Linked DNA regions of Canis lupus: region 1 is linked to region 2. A link is a contact called in public Hi-C data. All regions are on one chromosome and are shown on one strand. Each heading gives the region's core, a stretch centred on a gene start, on an enhancer-like site or on the middle of the called end of the contact. The rest is flanking DNA. Distances are from core to core; before and after follow the strand shown.

Evidence for each region. Hi-C and Micro-C count contacts between places; a contact is called where the count stands out from the background.
Region 1: a Hi-C map of blood shows a contact between it and region 2, with 2.7 times the contacts expected there. The contact joins the promoter of PGK1 here to the promoter of LOC100684983 in region 2. A contact is called at or near these places in 2 of 9 Hi-C or Micro-C datasets (amygdala and blood).

Annotation. Positions count from the first base shown.
Region 1 is chrX:60,516,303-60,519,002 of UU_Cfam_GSD_1.0, reverse strand. It overlaps PGK1 (phosphoglycerate kinase 1), which reads right to left and starts at 1,319. Exons shown (of 11, transcript XM_038587778.1): 1 at 1,143-1,319. The coding sequence starts at 1,207.
Region 2 is chrX:60,334,254-60,336,953 of UU_Cfam_GSD_1.0, reverse strand. LOC100684983 (cytochrome c oxidase subunit 7B, mitochondrial) reads right to left here and starts at 1,289. Exons shown (of 3, transcript XM_038587765.1): 1 at 1,128-1,289. The coding sequence starts at 1,167.

The DNA.
Region 1 (2,700 bases), core at 70-2,569, 180 kb before region 2:
GTTAATATCTAAAAGATGCCCTCACTTGAACCAGCCCAAATTGGAAAAGGGGCTGGATCACACCATTCACATGCCTGTCCATCAATCAATCACGTCCCAAAAAGGACAGGGCTGCAAAGGGCTATCAAGGCAAGCCCTATGACGCGGAACGCACCACCCTTGGATCCTATATCAAGGTATATCAACAGTCATTCCATGAGTTACATACCTTACTGTCCTGCACTTTGCTCCTGAATTGCAAATATACCAGACATTACAAAAAGGATAAATATAAAAGCTCCATACACCATACTACTAATTTTGGCATATAAGGGAGAAGTCATGTGGGTAAGTGACCAGGGATCCACAGGTGCAAAGTAGAAGACCCCAAAGTCCATGGATAGCCATCCTCACTTCTAATATCCTGCTTCTCTAGCCATCTGAGAGGTGAGGTTGGAGAACAGCAAGAATGAGCACCCACACCCTGCTCTACCATTACCCAGCATGTGTCACAATTCTGATGAAAACCCCTGTGGCCTGTAGTCCGACGGTGTCATGCAGAGGCCTGTTACATAAGCTCTGCAGGGCCTCCTTCAGTGTGCCCCACCCTTCCTCATCCTCCCATCCCCAATGTTTTAGGAGGTTCTATTCCTGAACATCTAAGTCAACATCTTCTGGGAAAATTACCCTTTTGTGCAGGGGCCTTTGAAATGTGTGCCTTTTCTCATTTATCTGGGATGATCTAGGGCGGTGGGGGAAGGGAAACCAAATGACCTTTCAAGGTCCCTTCTTTGGGGCCTAGGGATTTGCTAGCTAAGCATTAGGTCCCACCTCGCCTGCTGGGAGCTGGAGGCGACGTAAGTGCATTCAGGAATAGGAAAGAGGGCAAAACTGGTCCCGGAATTGAACCCTTCTTTGGTGGATCCACTTCCAAAGGACAAAAACGGCTCCCTTTCTGCGCTGAGGCAAATGAGATCAGAAACCATAAAACTAGGGCAAAGCCTCAGCCACAATGGTGGGAAGCCTCATTCTGCAGGCCTAGAACCCATGGGGCCGAGCCAACGACTAAAAGCAACTTTGGGCAGGGGAGGAAGCAACTTGGCTCTGGCCGAAGAGGCTGCGGCCAAGCCCTTGAGGGAGCAAGAGCAGATGTGTATAATTACCTCATGACGACCCGCTTGCCCTTCACGTCGAGCTTGTCCAGAGTCAGCTTGTTAGAAAGCGACATCTTGGCAATAGAAGGGTTGCGAGGCTGAGAGCTTAAACAGCGGAGAAGAAAGCCGCCTGCGTGCGCTACAACCTCGTGCGGAATGTAGAGAGCGGCCCGGGCCACCCCGCCCCACCTCCCGCCCCGCCCCTTCCTCAGCGCGCAGCGCTATTGGACGCGGCCGAAAGGCGCCAGCACCCTGCCATTGCTCCGAGGCACTGTCTGTCTGCGAGGACACTGGTGAGACGTGCGGTTTTCATTTGTCACGTCTGGCACGTAGCAAGCTGCCCAAGACCTTTGTGACTTGAGGGCGGGAGCTGGAGTCGGTCCACGGAGTTGGCTGGGGGAGGAGAAGGGAACTGGGTGGTGCCTCCGGGCGGATGAGGAGGGAGTGAGACGCCCAAGGCCTCCGCCTAGGTCCCTGCCGCTGCCAAGCCCAGAGCAGCTGCAACGCCCGGCAAAATCCACAGAAGCGCCGTCTCCCACCCCAGGGAATTCTTGGCAGCCCCACCGGGATAGATGCAAATGGCACTTCCCTTTGGAAAACTAATCTGGTTTCCTGGCTCCCCAAAATTGAATTCTAAAGTAAGGCCGCCAATTGCCCTTGATAACTGAGACCGATCAGAATTCGGGAAAAGCTCAGGTCCCTCCTAGATCCCCCTTTTTTATAATAAAAGTTCAATGTAATTGTTCTGATTTTGACACAATGCTAATTGCAAACAAATAGCATTTTTCATATATTAACTAGTAATGGCCACAAAACTCGGAAGTAGATATTGCCTTCCTCATTTTACAGATGAAGTAAATGATGCAAAAAGAGGTTTAGTGACTTGCTTAAGATTTCAGATTTTTCTAAGTGGTGGACCCAAACCTAGGCAGTCCAAATGTAGAGTCCATACATGTAACTACACTGTAATACAGACACCATTGCCGGGAAATAGTTACTCCACGTCCCACATGTTTGTAGAGTTGGCTGGAATTGTAAGCATGATTTGGGGTCCCCGAGAAAAGAAAGACGAGATATAACGACGCCTACAGACCAGTCCGAGGACCCAGACAGAGTCCTGCAGGACCAACCAAGAGTGTCCTTGGCTTCACTCAGGATAGAAGTCAAATGTGAGCCAGCAGGAAGTGAGAGCAGAGTTTATTGAAGATAAAGACAAAGCAGATTCAGATGAAGCATCTGGAAGACTTGGAAAGGAAAGAAGCATGTCTTCTTTTTGTTTGGGGCCTGGGGGGGTTTACTGAGGATGACTGTCTGGTATACGTGTCCCCTCAGGCATCCAGGAACCTGTTAGAACAAAGACTAGGTGTTATTCCTTGGAGCCAGAGGGCCTTAGCATCTAGATGTCTAGCACCAGTGGTCTGGAATATGCATATGATAGCGTCCTCCTTTCACTCTCCTTTCCTCAGATGTTATCTACTCTAGAGAAATCATTAACTCCCAGTCTTTTACAAGGAGGATATCTGCTATTTGCACTACAGGCCATGTGTAAAGTAGGTGGGAGTGCAGG
Region 2 (2,700 bases), core at 40-2,539:
ATGTGTGAATTCTACATTGAAAAAAAAAAAACAAAAAACTCCTTCTGAGGTACAAGGCCCTACCTACTCAAAGGGTAAATAAATAAGTTAAAATTACGAAACAATTCTGCAACATCTCGTGACCTCAAAATTCAGGTCACCCAAGTGGATTTCTTTAGACCTCTCCACTGTAATAAGAAATGGTTACTATTATCTATTGGTAATCTCATATAATCCTCAACAATTGTATGAGGTAGAAATAATTTACTAACCCCCTATTTTACAAAGGAGGAAAATGAGGTTCAGAGAAAAATCCCTTGCCCAAAGTGAAAGAAATAATAGATGTGGCTTTTGAAATATTGAAAAACAAGCTGAGCAACTCTTTTTTTGGTGACTGTCAAAGCTGTTTGAGTGTTTAGAACTCAGTCTCGTAATACCTTTAATGACTCTAAACTGAAAATAAAAGGATAGCTAAGTGGTAATTGCTTAAGGTCACTTTCAATATTAAATAACTGCTCACGTTACTCAAGGTCACCTTCACTGCAAGTCAAGTACGGAAATGAATTGTCTCTTTCCAATATAATGCATTCTCAATACACACGTCTGGTCTCAAAATTCGCTCGTACCTGCCTGTTAGATGAGAAAAAAATTACAACTATTTTCCTATAAGCTAATACTCAATTAATAAACAACAAAAAAACATAAAAGCTGCAGTGTTGTCTCCTTGCAATGAAACCAGAGAAAGAGCTAGATTTACAGTATCCTTCCATTACAGTTACAGGATTAGAAAAGGAGGTTCTTCTCTTTGAGGGTAAATGTATCCTCAAAGCTAAAATTTACGAAATTACTGAAGGAATGAGTAGTGTCCACCAAGAATCTCCTTCCCTGAAATCGTATTAAGCGAATTTTAAAAAACAAAAAACTATGCTATGACTCTGGTAACAGAAAATGAGCTGAGAACCAAAACGGAAACACCAGGCGATAAAGTTAAAGCTAAGGACAGCTTCCCAATTACTTGGGGCGAGGTCGGAGACCTCGCATTTTTAATTAGGAAATCGGGATGTAGGTGGAAGGAAAGGGCGCGAGAGACTACCAGGACAAATGCGTAAAAGGCGGTTGGAAATTATTTGCTCATAATTTTTGCTTACCTCGGAGACGACTTAGAGCGTTTCTGGCCACGGGAAACATCCTGAAGCTGAAGGCAGAACGGTGCAAATGCGGTAACTGCTTTGCTACAACTTCGTGCTAAGTACCCTTGCAAAGAGCCCTGAAAAACAAAATGGCTTCCGGCTGGGCTCTTTAATGAGATTTAGAGAAATCTCGCGAGACCTGTAAAAGAAAACCCCAACTTTATGGAAATTTTAATCCTCTTTACAGGCAGGAAAGATAAAGGTTTTTTGGGAAATGTAGTTTCACGCTTCGTAGGTGAGAGATGATGGTATTCAGTGAAGAATGAGAGAAACTCCACCACCACCACCACCACCTTGGAGCCAGGTTTAAGGCTGTGCATAGGAAAACTGAGATGCTGATCTTAGACTGAATAATCAAAGGCCCTAACTTCAAGATGGTGTTTCAGAGGCTTGAGCTTGTATTTCGCTCCACACTAGGAATTCTTTTGAGTCCCCCAAACTTTCTTCACTTCTCTAATTTTTTTTAATCTCCTATATACTATATACTATATATATACTATATACTCCTATATATATATACACACATACTGATTTAACTTTTAATTTTGAGATGATTTCAAATTTAGAGAAAAGTTGCAAGAATAGTAAAAATAAATAAATAAGTAAATAAATAAATAAATAATAAATAGTAAAAAAATAATATGTAGATAAATGGGTGATAAAGTAAATACAACAAATGGATTGTAGAATGGATATTCAGAGTACAATTATTTCACTTTTTCTGTTCTTTTTTTTTAAGATTTATCTAAAATCTTAACCTTTTTTTTTAAATGACTTTATTGCACTGGGTTTCCATGAATCAGAGACAACTTTTAACCATTAGGTGTCCTGACTTCCCATTTGTGAAGAGTGGCATGACTCTGACCAAGAAGTATGGTCCTTTTCATGGGTATTTTCCATTTTTTTTCTTAAGTAGAAGCCCAATTAGAAGTTATTTATTTGTTGAATTGGTTGTTTATTGATTAGCAATAGTGCAGATCTCATGCTAATTGGGAGTTCAGAGCCAAACACAAGATCTGGCATGACGGCAAACACTTTATAAATCTTTTTAATCAAGTGAATGAATTTCAGAGGTGTTTAGCAAATCTAGTTTAATAATATATTAGCTTCATTTCTGACTACAGATTGAGGCGGGTGCACACTCTTTGTACCATATGCAATTGTTATATCCCAGACATCAATGATACTCACATTAAGATCTTGAAAAATTTCCTTAAGGGCAAGATACTGGACGTAACCATGAAAGACAGATAAATTCATGAGAGACACACAGAGAGAGGCAGAGACATAGGCAGAGGAAGAAGCAGGCTCCACACAGGGAGCCCGATGTGAGACTCAACCCGAGACTCCAGGATCACGCCCTGAGCTGAAGGCAGATGCTCAACTGCTGAGCAACCCAGGTGTCCCCACTTTTTCTGTTCTGTTTCTGATATTTTCATAATAAAATATTGGTGGTGAGAGGAGAACACCTAAACACCAATTGCCAAGGTTCACCACTTGGATAATATTTTGCCGCGTGTGCGTTCTCTCT